Regions from separate parts of the Danio rerio genome. Here region 1 is linked to region 2. A link is a contact called in public Micro-C data. All regions are on one chromosome and are shown on one strand. The core of a region is the stretch at or near the end of the contact, and the rest is flanking DNA. Distances in the headings are between cores, read along the strand shown.

What was found. Hi-C and Micro-C count contacts between places; a contact is called where the count stands out from the background.
Region 1: a contact with region 2 is called in a Micro-C map of caudal fin, with 6 times the contacts expected there. The contact joins the promoter of cap1 here to the promoter of si:ch211-199g17.9 in region 2. A contact is called at or near these places in 1 of 18 Hi-C or Micro-C datasets (caudal fin) and 1 of 4 datasets of contacts at active chromatin or transcription factors (gastrula embryo).

What each region holds. Positions count from the first base shown.
Region 1 is chr19:46,546,830-46,553,187 of GRCz12tu, reverse strand. cap1 (CAP, adenylate cyclase-associated protein 1 (yeast)) reads right to left here and starts at 2,326. Exons shown (of 13, transcript NM_199909.2): 1 at 2,279-2,326.
Region 2 is chr19:46,433,586-46,440,069 of GRCz12tu, reverse strand. si:ch211-199g17.9 reads right to left here and starts at 2,310. Exons shown (of 10, transcript NM_001328704.2): 1 at 2,022-2,310; 2 at 1,876-1,923; 3 at 1,170-1,229; 4 at 1,014-1,088; 5 at 878-925; 6 at 683-737; 7 at 326-415. The coding sequence starts at 2,037. si:ch211-199g17.2 reads right to left here. Exons shown (of 14, transcript XM_017352311.4): 14 at 2,634-5,019. The coding sequence ends at 4,430.

The DNA of each region.
Region 1 (6,358 bases), core at 1,077-3,576, 110 kb before region 2:
ATAGCAACACAAACTTAGTTAAAAAAATCAGATTTGCAAGATATACTGCACTGAAGAGGACAAAACTAGTGATTTCTAAAGGTTTATACAGTGCTCAGCATACACAAGTACACCCTTTACATATCTACCTGTTGAATTCATATTATAAATAGGAAGCTTTACAATATTATATCTGTGCATATACATTAGATCAGTCAGTACTGAAGCCAAATTTGAAGCTAATTTAAAACTCTACACCCAAATTTCTGTTATGAAAATATTAAATACAAATTTTTAAAAAAAGAGTTTGGATTGTAAGATTTTTAAACGCATTATTGCTCGTGATTGGAAATATGTAAATGAACCTAGAATTGAAAAGTGGATTAAAGACATGGAGTCAAGTTTGTCAATGGAAAAGATCTCATACATCGTCAAAAAGAAACAAAAAGTGTTTGAAGATATCTGGAGACCTTTTAATAACTTCTTGAAATTCCTTGATTCCTGAAAAGGGAGAATATGGTGTAAAAAATTTGCTGTGTCTTCATGACTATTATTCTGGAAATGTGTAATCTGTTGTGATATGCAAATTGAAAAAAGTAATAAATATATGTCACAAAAAAAAAAAAAAATTTAAAAGAGGAAAAAAAAAATCATGCAGCAAAAAATTTAAACACTTAATTTTGTAGTTGATAATTTTATATATATATAGCTTGAATTTAATTGTATTGACTTTCAATTTCTAAATATGTTTGGTGACTAAAATATTATTTGAATAAATATATCTGTAATAATTCTGTTTTGTTTAAATGCACCAAAATATATCACCTATATTCACTGAGAAATGGATAAAAATATTAATTTTTCTCAAAAATGCAAGAAATAAAGCTGCAGTTCAGAGAAAAAAACGGCCACAACTTTGACTTGAACTTCACTAGGTGAAGCATTAAGACAAACTTAGAAAGATAGTTGGCCCAAATATTCTGCAATCCTTGACTCTCCCTTCATTTAATAAAAACCTGTTTGAGTTCAGTTTAACACAAAGGAACACAAAGAAAAAAAAACTGCCATTAACTTCAATATTATTTCATGTTCAAGGGCTGCTTTTTTTAGTTTACAACATTTTTCAAAATACCTGACTTTGTGTTCAACAGAAGGACTTGAGATTGATCAAAAGGTGAAGGTATTTACATGTGTGGGTGAACTAACCCTTGAAGGCAATAGTTTGCTTTAGTTTAGTACAGCAGCTCTGCAATACACACCTGCACTAAATTGTATAGGCAACACCCTAAAGATACACAAATCACGATAAAACTACAGTATATTGAGGCGACATTCAAACCTCAAGTATATTGCAGCAAGCTGTGCTTCTGGACACAAAACAGGTCATTTATGCTTCAAAACTAGGCCAGATCACATCCATTCTCGGCATAGCGCAGGATGAGCTGTGCCACATTCATTAAAATAAAAAACACGCGACACAATACACGCTCACTGTGTTTCTTGACAGGAAATCAAGCCATTAATTGGATTGCAATAGGATACGAGGCAGGAGGCAAGCCAAGAGATGTGATGTGATGTGATGTGATGTGATTTGACTGAATAATCAGGCCGGCCGGGGCCACACTCGCGAGCTCGTTCACACAATAAAGAGCGACTGTTTATAGAAAATAACCTGAAAACGGAAGCAATATATCGTCCACGACGAGCTTGTGTTTGGATTTCCTGCACTTGACGCCCGCCCCACTTCCTACATTCGCAGTCTATGCGATTTTAAGCGTTCATTCGAGTCGGATCTTCTGAGTGAATCGGTTTCTCATTGAGTCAGTTTCAAGTCTAATCAACTCAGGAACGAAAACCAACAATAATGAATATGCTAGGTTTTAATCTCTTGCTAAAATATATGATAATTAAACATTTATGGGTTAAATATATAAACGCAGACGCTAAAAGAAAAATGAAAATTATGTAACGTTAAAGCCGCCAAAGAATCGTTTAACATTTCGAAGTGTTCAAAGGAACCGATTCGCAAAAGAGACTTCCCATCACAACCGCTGAGCTCTGCAAGATCAGGAACTTTTCCAACCGACGCGTTTCAGTGCTGATATGAAATGTACACATATGCACAGATATATAATAAACATACAAAGCATAATGCCACTGTATGTAATATGCACGTATTACAGCTATATTGCGAGCGATGCCCGTTTCAGTTGTCATGATTTGCGCAGATTTCCGCCGGCAAGTCGTTCCTCATAGATATGTAATCCTGTAAACAATGCATTCCGCGTGCTCTGCTTACCGTCGCCGTGTGAATAATGTTCCGGTGGTCCTGCTTTAGTTGGGATGTTGTATGGGTGTGTTTCGGCTCTCCGTCTGCGTTCTCTTCCTGTATGAGCGTGTTGAAGTTCCCAGCTGTCACTGCGCGCCGTTTCCGCCCAAACTCCACCAACTGCTCCACTTCCTTATAAGGACAAAGGAGAGAAAGAGAGAGAGAGAAGGAGTGTGTGATGATGGAGAGATGAAACAGAGAAAAACAGGAACAGGAAGATTCAACACTCAAGCCTGAGAACGAATTAGTTTATAGTTATGATTAACGTTACATTATGGAAAGCTGATATGATATAATGTGCAGAATTCCCCCAGTCCGCTATGAGGAAATGTGACGTAATTATGAAAGTGCTTAGTTTTCAGATTTATTATCCCCTTGATGACTTGGAAAACTTGTTAACTTATGAGCAGTTTATAAAAATTCATCAATTTCCAATCCCATTCAAGAAATTTGCATTATTGTAAATGCTATCCCAAAAGAAGTAATGCATCTAACAAAAATCATATTTCATATATAAGCCAAAAACCATAGAACCCTCTTTATTATTAGAAGGTATTAGTGTGTATGATAAGCAATGCAACAACAAACTTATCCCTCGAATTCTCCAACAACAAAAAAATCGAATTGTTCCAAGAGGGAAATCATATTGGTCAGCATTAATAGAGGATATTGATTGGAAAAGAACACGGCTTCTCCAATATAAATATGTAATCCCAAACAAAGCAAATGAAATCCATTTTAAAATTCTACACAAAATATACCCGGCCAATGCATTTATCTCAAAATGTACTGATATTGCAGATACTTGTTCCTTTTGTCAGGAAAATGAGGAAACTTTGTTTACATGTTTTTTACATGTAAAATCTCATTAAAAATGGTCTGATCTATAGAATTATTTGAGTAAATCCCAATCAACAAAACAAATCATTCAACTGAAAGATATTATTTGTTGAACAAAAATTAAGAAAATAAATATATATATATATATATATATATATATATATATATATATATATATATATATATATATATATATATATATATATATATATATTACTTTTTTATGCAAAATTCTTTATCCACAAACAAAATTTCTTAAATCCTCTCCCTCGTTTACCCATTTTTTTATTGAAATTGATTCCATGCTTAAAGCTATACGTCTATAACAACAAAAAATTCTGCAAGTTAATAGAAACTTGTGAAAATATCATGCTTGCAGTATATTAGTAATTAATGCTTTCTGTATTTTTTATTTAATTTAATTTTGTACTTCCCCTTTCCTCATCTTGTTCTCTCTTTTATTTTCTTTCTATTAATCTTTTCTTTTTACTTATTGTTCTTATCACTGTGTAATTGTATACTCTTGTATTTCATTCTTCTACTTCCTGATTTATATTGTAAATTTCTTCTTTTCTAAATAAAAGTTATTTTAAAAAAAAGATTTATTATCCCCTAGAGGGAAATATTATTGGAATGAAAAAAATTATTGATATTAATTGGAAAGCTACCCGATCAATCCCGTTTAAATTTTGCCTTTTAAATAAGGTTAAAGTAGTGCACTTTAAAATATTTCACAAAATGTATCCTTGCAAAGTAATTTTATCTAAATTCATGGAAGACTCCTCTCATCTGTATAACTGTGATGTCTCTCTTAAATTTTGGAATGACGTTAGTGACGTGTTATTTGGGCAAAGAAATGTTGATTACAGGCTCTCTTTAAAAGAAATCATTTGCTCTTTTTCACACACACTATAGAACATTCGAGTACGTCATTAATGTTTATATCTTACAAGGTAAATATTTTATTCACAAATAGAAATTTTCTAAATGTATACAAAACTGCAATATATTTTTATTAGAAATGGAATCTTTGAAAGAGTCTCTAATGCAAATTAAAAACAAAAAAAAGAGTGACTTAATGTTAGATTTCATGAAGGAATGTTTCTCTGGTACTGATCCCCGCTGCAGTCGATGATTTTATCCTAAGTTATTATTTTTGTTTATATGTATAGAAGTATTTTGTGGCGATGCAATGGCGCAGTAGGTAGTGCTGTCACCTCACAGCAAGAAGGTCGCTGGGGCTCAGCTCAGCTCAGTTGGTGTTTCAGTCAGGAGTTTGCATGTTTTTCCTGCGTTTGCGTTGGTTTTCTCTGGGTGCTCCGGTTTCCCCCACAGTCCAAAGACATGCGGTACAGGTGAATTGGGTAGGCTAAATTGTCCGTAGTGTATGAGTGTATGTGTGGTTGTTTCCCAGAGATGGGTTGCAGCTGGAAGGGCATCCGGTGCATAAAAATCTGCTGGATAAGTTGGCGGTTCATTCCGCTGTGGCGACCCCGGATTAATAAAGGGACTAAGCCGACAAGAAAATGAATGAATGAATGAATGAATGAAGTATTTTGTAATACTTGTATTACAAAACACCTGTTATGTTTTTGCTTCATTATCATTTCTGGTTGTGTTTTTGCAATTCCTGTAATGTTCCTGGATATAGTTTATATCTGAATTTGTATTATTAGTTTAATTAATGTTTCAAAGTTTATAATAAATAAAAAGTTTTGTTTATTTTTCTTACTTTTCTATTTTATCAATATTTATTTGTTCAGTCCCTACATTTCATGATTAGGTTTAGATAGCTTTCCTGTAATGCTCCTAATTTATTTATACACACTTGCATATTGTTCTGATTACACTCTCCTCCAGTTGATTATTAGTATAATGTTCAGGATTTCTTCAATCTGCCACGAACAACTGTGACGTAATTCTGATTCAGTTTAGTTGAATCAGCTTTATTTTCAACTTTTTCTATTTTATCAAATCTTTTATCCATAAACAATATTTATTTAGTGCCTATTAATCATACAGACCTACTGCCTTGTATCAACGGTTCAGGCTGGTGGTGGTGGTGTAATGGTGTGGGCGATATTTTCTTGGCACACTTTGGGCTCATTAGTACCAATTGAGCATCGTGTTAACGCCACAGCCTACCTGAGTATTGTTGACCATGTCCATCCCTTTATGACCACAGTGTCTCCATCTTCTGATGGCTACTTCCAGCAGGATAACACACCATGTCATAAAGCGTGAATCATCTCAGACTGGTTTCTTGAACATGACAATGACTTTACTGTACTCAAATGGCCTCGACAGCCACCAGATCTCAATCCAATAGAGCACCTTTGGGATGTGGTGGAAAGGGGTACTAGTAGGGGTACCTAATAAAATGGCCGGTGAGTGTGTACACTTCTATATTATTGTAACACCTCCCCATTTTTATGTTGGTTTCCTCTTTGCAAATACGCAGTTGATGTAACTTATGTCTCCTTTCTTTTATAACCTTCTCCTGAATGTGTTTTATATATTTTTATCTTTTACTTGGGGAAAAATACTTATCAGTTTCCTCCTGTCCTGTCTACACAGGCAGTTCTGAAGTATTTCTGGAGCCTGAGGGGGAAGATAAATATAAGATTTAGATCCTTGTTGCCCAAACAGGAAGTGTTGGTGTGTGTCACAATTCTGATCTGCAAACACAGAATTACAAGTGACTGCTTCTTTCCCCCACTAAGCTTCAGTTAAAGGGATAGTTCACCAAAAAATGAAAACGTACTCACTATTTGCTCACCCCTAATTGGCTACAAAATTGTATGAGTGTCTTATTTCATGCTGGACACAAATAAAGCTATTTTGATTAAAGCTGAAAACGGGTAACCATTGACATCCATTGAAAACAAAAATACTATAGAAGTCAATGGTTACTGGTTTATGAAGTACAAGTGACTGCTTTTTTTCCCCACTAAGCTTCAGTTAAAGGGATAGTTCATCAAGAAATGAAAACGTACTCACTATTTGCTCACCCCTAAGTGGTTCCAAAATTGTATGAGTGTCTTATTTCATGCTGGACACAAATGAAGCTCTTTTGATTAAAGCTGAAAACTGGTAACCATTGACATCCATTGAAAATAAAAATACAAGGGAAGTCAATGGTTACTGGTTTCTAGCTTTTTTCAAAATATATGTTTTGTGTTTACCAGAAAAAAGAAACTCAAACGTGTT
Region 2 (6,484 bases), core at 1,061-3,560:
ATCTAAGAAAAGCCAGAGCTTACTGTCCTAATTAAATAATTAAAAATCAAGGCATGATCATATTTTATTTCGGTGAAATAAGCGTAATCTAGAGGCTTTTGCCTTTCATGTAAGCCACTTCTTATACCAAATGATCAATAAGAAGTCAAGATATTATTTGTTGTTCCTAAAACTTGAATAGGCGACATGACTTTTGTCAGGTAGTGTAAATATGCTTAGCAGTTTATTAATGCTAATACGCCTACAACAATTCTGTGACATCATCTCATATCTAGCGTCTATGTAATACTAGGAGTCTGCTATTTAAAACAGTGAGTCATCATACCGAATCTTTCTGTGCTTTAATTTTGTCTCCTGGATCTGAAAGCTGTACTGCTTGACCAGTTCCTCTTTCTGATGATTCTGCTCCAGCTGCCTGCAAAGTTACAAATTAGATTTGAAATCAAATACAATCACGACTCTCGGTGCGTTTCGCGAAACATTTTTTAGCAAAACGACAACAAAAGGCTGCTCCCTCTTCATTGTCCTACTTTTAATATGATTTGTGTAAGTTATTGAGTCAATACACACCCTGTAGTAAACTATTTGACCCGAGACCAAAGCTCAATGTGTCTCATTGTGGTTCACATGTGATTCAGATTAAATAACCGTGAGTGTTATTATGATACTGACATATGCTTACCTTTGTGCCTCAAGCTGGAGGTCCTCACATTTGAGCTGCAGAGATCTATTTAACTCTGTAGGGCAGGAAAATGTGTCTTATAACAAATCTTAAATGTAATTAATAGGAAATTTAATGTGTGGGGTTACGTTTTAAGATTGCTATACAGGGTTATATAAAAGCAAATGCCTCAGTTTTTGTTTTATACTACAGTACCTTCCTTCGCATTCAACGTCCCTTCCAACTTTAACGCTTCTGCAGCTACTGTAATATAAAATACAATCGTCATAATCCTCATTTGAATGAATAGGACAGTACAATCCAAACTCATTCATGTTCATTATACACATACAGGCATCCTCCTCCTGCTTCCTAGCACATTTGAGGAGCATTACTTCCGTCACTTCTTCTTCAAGGATTTTCTTGACTGAAATCAATAAAGTGGGGTTAATTTTTGATTTATACTGAGATTGATTGTCTGATTTACAGTTTATAGATGACAACTGACCTTGCTGTAGCTTTCTGAGCTGGGTTATAAGCTCCTCTGGTTTCAGTTCGGCTCGGCTGTCTATAGAAAAATTAAATGTTATAAAGTAAACACAATACAATATCTTCCAGTCACATTGAGTAGACATTGATTGAAGGGTATATAATAATATAATTAATATATTATATATATAATAATAATTGTATTATTTACACACCCTTTACTTATTCCAAACCAGTTTGACATCCTATCTTTTGTACTATAGATCACAAAAGAACACATTTTTGTAAAAAAGCTTAAAAAAAAAAAAAAAAAAAAATATATATATATATATATATATATATATATATATATATATATATATATATATATATATATATATATATATATATATATATAACCATTGACCTCCGTAGTATTTGTTTTTCCTGACTATGGCAATCAATGGTTTTCAGCTTTCTTCAAAACATCTTCTTGTGTGTTTAACAGAAGAAATTAAACATAAAGGTTTATAACCACTTGAGGGTGAGTAAATGGTAACGTTAAGTAAAATTTCCTTTTTTTCGTTGAACATATGGGCTAGGCCCTAAGCCCTGTCCACATATAAACAAAAAAAGCACAAACAGTACCGAAACTCTTTGGTTAAGTACAGTGGGGACATTGTTAACTTACTAATGTAATTTGAATCGGAATGTAATTGATTATAAGTCAATGAGTCATGTCATACCTGGGCTTTTTGATGTCTTAATAATGTCTTCGATGCTGAATGATGACTCTGTACAAAACAATCACACTCGAAAATCAAACTTAACCTGCTCAGCTCACTAGTCAACATCAATACACAAAAACAAAGAAGAAAGCAAAACAACCTACCAAGTAACTCACTCATTACGGCTCCAGGTACTGCTTAAATAGGATAAAAATATCTTGGTAATTACAGTATAATTATGAAAGGTAAATAAATGAATATAGTGATGAGGATGTGGACGTTCAGATGTCAGTTGCTCGTCCTCGCGTACTTTTAAACGACGTTCACTTCACACGGAGTGTTTGCTAAATGTTATACATTCTTGTTGAACTGTGGATATATATTAATAAGTATAATGTGCAGAATTATGTTTTCAACAACTTAAAAATGTATCAATACTGACTTACAAGCCGTTTTTTTGCTCTATAATACTACTAATACGCCTCAAATCGCTTTAACTGCCGTTTGGTTTTAAATTGCTCATTTGGCGCCATCAATTGGTCAATCAAGGTACTGTATGAGGACTTGAATTATGACTTAATATAAAATGATTGGCAAATTACCAAATCATTTTCTTCATTCGCTTTACTACTAGTTTTAATTAAACTAAATTGATACGTTTTGAATGAGACTACTTGTCTGTGTTAACAATTAAAATAATATTTTTTTTTAAATACTCTAATCAACTAGGTTAAAATGTGCAATAATGTTTAAAAAACAGATTTACCCAAACAATGTTTGTGAAAATACACATTTTATTAAAGAAGTATGTATTTGATGTTAAAATAATCAGTTATAATACAAATGATTTCACATTTAACACTTTAAAGTCAGTTCTGTCAGCCACGACAAAAAAATAAAACTTAAGAAATTGGCTGATTCTCAAAACATCTACTCTTGGTATAACAACAATATGAACATGTTCAGTAATAAAACCAGTGAAATTAACAAAACAACAAAAGCTAATCTGTGTTGCCTGTCTGTCTGTTTGAAACACATTCGATAACTATAACTTTGAAAGAAAGAAAATGCACTTCCAAGTGCTGCTGCTAACTTCAAACCAGGTGAATGAAAAGTATTTAACATTTAAACTAATAACAACATAACTTTAGCTTAGCTTATGAATGCATATAAACTAAATTTTCTTCAAATCTTCTAAAAATAGAGTTGACATCTCATTTGCAGAGTTCTGTACCAGAGATAAAGGAATTAATGCTTCAAAATATGAAAAGGAACTGGTATATCTGACCATCTGTTAATGGTCATTGGTAACAAACTTGCATTTGTTAACTAGTAAACAGCAACACGCTCACTCTATATAAATAAATGTTAACTTGTTTTATATATAGTTCTCCAAACAAAATATAATTTTTGAACCCAAATATGCATATACCTTAACTAAATGTAAATGTAATAGCAACTAAACGATTCTGCTAAATAATACTTAAAAAATAGCGCACTTAAAAAAATGAAGCCGTTCTGGGGAACAAAAATTGAAAGGCAAAAACAATTATGTGAAAAAGCTATTAATTAATGTTTGAGGGGTATTTTTCTTACTTTATTATGTTTCTTTATCTACAGTAGCTGGTGCTGATTACCAATCCATCACTTTTTAAAATGATTCTGGTTTAGGAAAACCTTTTTGATTTTGTTTTAATAAATGTTGTTGTTCTCAGAGAAGGGATTATTAAGATTAAGATTTTGTTTGCTTAATCCTGCAACTAAATGAGCAACTTTTTTCTCCAAATTGTAAATGTATGCTTATATCTGGAAAAAATATTGCAATGACAGTTAATGCTACTGAATGCAAATTAACAGGTATATTTACTATTTACACAAACAAACTGGGAACACAGAGGATTTAAGAAGAGAGCAGATGCGAAAGCCTCTAAATGCCATCATAAATCTTCTAAAATTAGCATTTTTCTATTTTTTTTTCTGTGTAGTTTTATACGTTTTACTTTTATGGTGATGAATATGTTATTTTCATTGCCTTTAAAGTCCAATGACAGCATATAAACATAGGAGACTGAGGAAAAAATGCTCATTTAGAGTTTTTTTGCATCTGAACTCTTTATATGTTTCTGTTTACTACAAAACAGCAATGCTATCTAAATATATACACACACACACACTCAAATGTGTGTTTGTATACATTTATATGTATGTGCGCATATATATCGTTTATGCATTACATGTACACACGTTTATGTAGTACACATATACATACCGTATACATGCTTGGGTTGGTGTCATATGTATGCATGTATATACATATATATATGCATACATTTATGACACCATCACATATGCATGTATACATGTACTACTGTATATACATGCAAACTAATAATACATAATCACCATCACTTTGATGGAGAAGGCCAAATTAAGTACACTAATGAAAACTTCACGTAAATTGATCTGATTAAAATCTGAAGTTGTACTATTTGGACTCAATTATTTAGCAAAATGGTTTGCTGCATCCTCTGCCAAATGTCCTTGTATTATTTGTTCTCTCGAAGGCTCAGAATCACCACCAGTACTGCATGTACCCTGCACACTCAGCGTGAGCACCTGCATCTCTGCTCTGCCATTGGCTGTTTCTGAAGTCCCAATAATTCTGCTCCGGCCAATCAGCACGCTGCACAGTGACCACTGGACCACAGTCCTCCAGCATCTGAGACCGCTCAGTTTGACTACTGAACAGCTCCGTGTGGTCAAACTGAGCTGGAATCACGAGCTGCTCAGAGTCTGTAGCCGTCAGTGTGTGGTTGTCCGTGTGAAGGAGTTCCTGCTGTGTGGTGTTGTCGACTGAGTGTGGACAGCCGTAAATGCAAAGCTGAGAACGTGTGTTTTGCTCTTCGATCTCTGGCGCTATGGTGGTCTTGTCTTTTAGAGGTGCTCTCTCGATGACAATGGGGGGTCCAGCCTGCAGAGACAGGCTTACCTTAAACACAGTCTTCTTTACTTCATTAGCACTGGTGTTAGGCATGTCAGGATTTTCGGTCTTTATTTTTTTGTGCATCTCACAAGTTGGAGCTTCATCTTGATCTTCAATGGGACGTTTCTTTGAAGGAGGAGGGATACATTCTGCTGGACGATTGAGAGTTGGAATGGGACCTTTGGGAAGAGAAGAATCTGTCTGTAATAATTATTTTTTTTTGCAAAAAATGCTTTTCTTCGATTTTTTTGTCTCGTTTCTAGCCCAAATATTTAATAATTCTTAAATCAAGACACATTTTCTAGACAAAAAAAAAAAAAAAATCTTGTTTTAAGAAATAATGTCAAAATTATTTTTAAAAAAGTTTTTCCGTAAAACAAGCTAACGATGTACACAAATTAATCTTATGTCACAAAAAAATAAACAAGAATATTTTTAAAGATCTTGATGGTTTGTCAAGATAAAAGTAGTCCAAATAATGGAAAATGTAGCTTTATATTTTTTCTCACAATTTAATTTCCTGGCAAGACTGATTAGTCTTGATTTGGACAAAATTGTTATATCCTTCCTTCCTTCATTTATTTTTATTTGTTCACAGAGAATATTTTTTGAATCATTTTGATTTATTTTTACGTAAACTCACAGTTTGTTGTTGTTGTTGTTGTTTGAAGCAAAAACCTTTGCATACTATTAAAACATAAGCTGGTTGACAAAATATGGGGATTTTGAAACGTTAATATTGTATGCAACATATTTAACAAAACATAACTGTGTGCTCCTACTCCGTTCAGTAAGTAGTAGCCAGTGCATAGTGCAAACCGTGTGGGCCAACATGCATTAGGAAGAAGGAAAGTTATATCAAAATCTGACTCCCCTTTGCTTGCAACTGACAGCAAGAACAAAAGTACACTGTAAAAATGCTTTCCGTGCTTAGATTTTTTGTCTTGTTTCTAGCCCAAATATCTAAATTATTAATTATTAAATCAAGAATAATTTTATAGACAAATAAAACATAATCGCCTTCTTTTAAGAAATAATATGCCAAAATAAAGTGAGTTTTTCCTTAAAACAAGCAAAATAATCTGCCAATGGGGTAAGCAAATTAATCTTATGTCAAAAGGAAAAACAAGATTATTTTGCTTACCCCATTGGCAGATTATTTTACTTGTTTTATGGAAAACTCACCTAATATCGGCATATTATTTCTTAAAACAAGACGATATGTTTTGCTAACCTAGAAAATGCTTGTTGATGTAAGAATTTTTAGATATTTAGACTAGAAACAAGACAAAAAAATCTAACTAAGAAAAGCATTTTTTGCAGTGTAGAAGTGTAGTCTGATTGACAAGCAGCACCTAATTATGTTCAAAAGAATTTAAAATGCATAAATAGGACAAATTTATACCCTATTTTGAAAATAAAACATACTCTAATAGGTAGTGTAATATACACCACAATAAGGGCAGTGTGCGGGTGAGAGCGGTGGCAGTGTTTCGATGTGAGCAGGTTATGTAGTGGTTATGTGACTGCTTGAGTTAGTTGCTGTATGGTTAAACAATTATAACAGTAAAAGTAACTAGGTTATTTTGTTTTAATAAATTAAAGAAATAAAATATTAATCTAATATTTTGGGCGGTTTTTAGG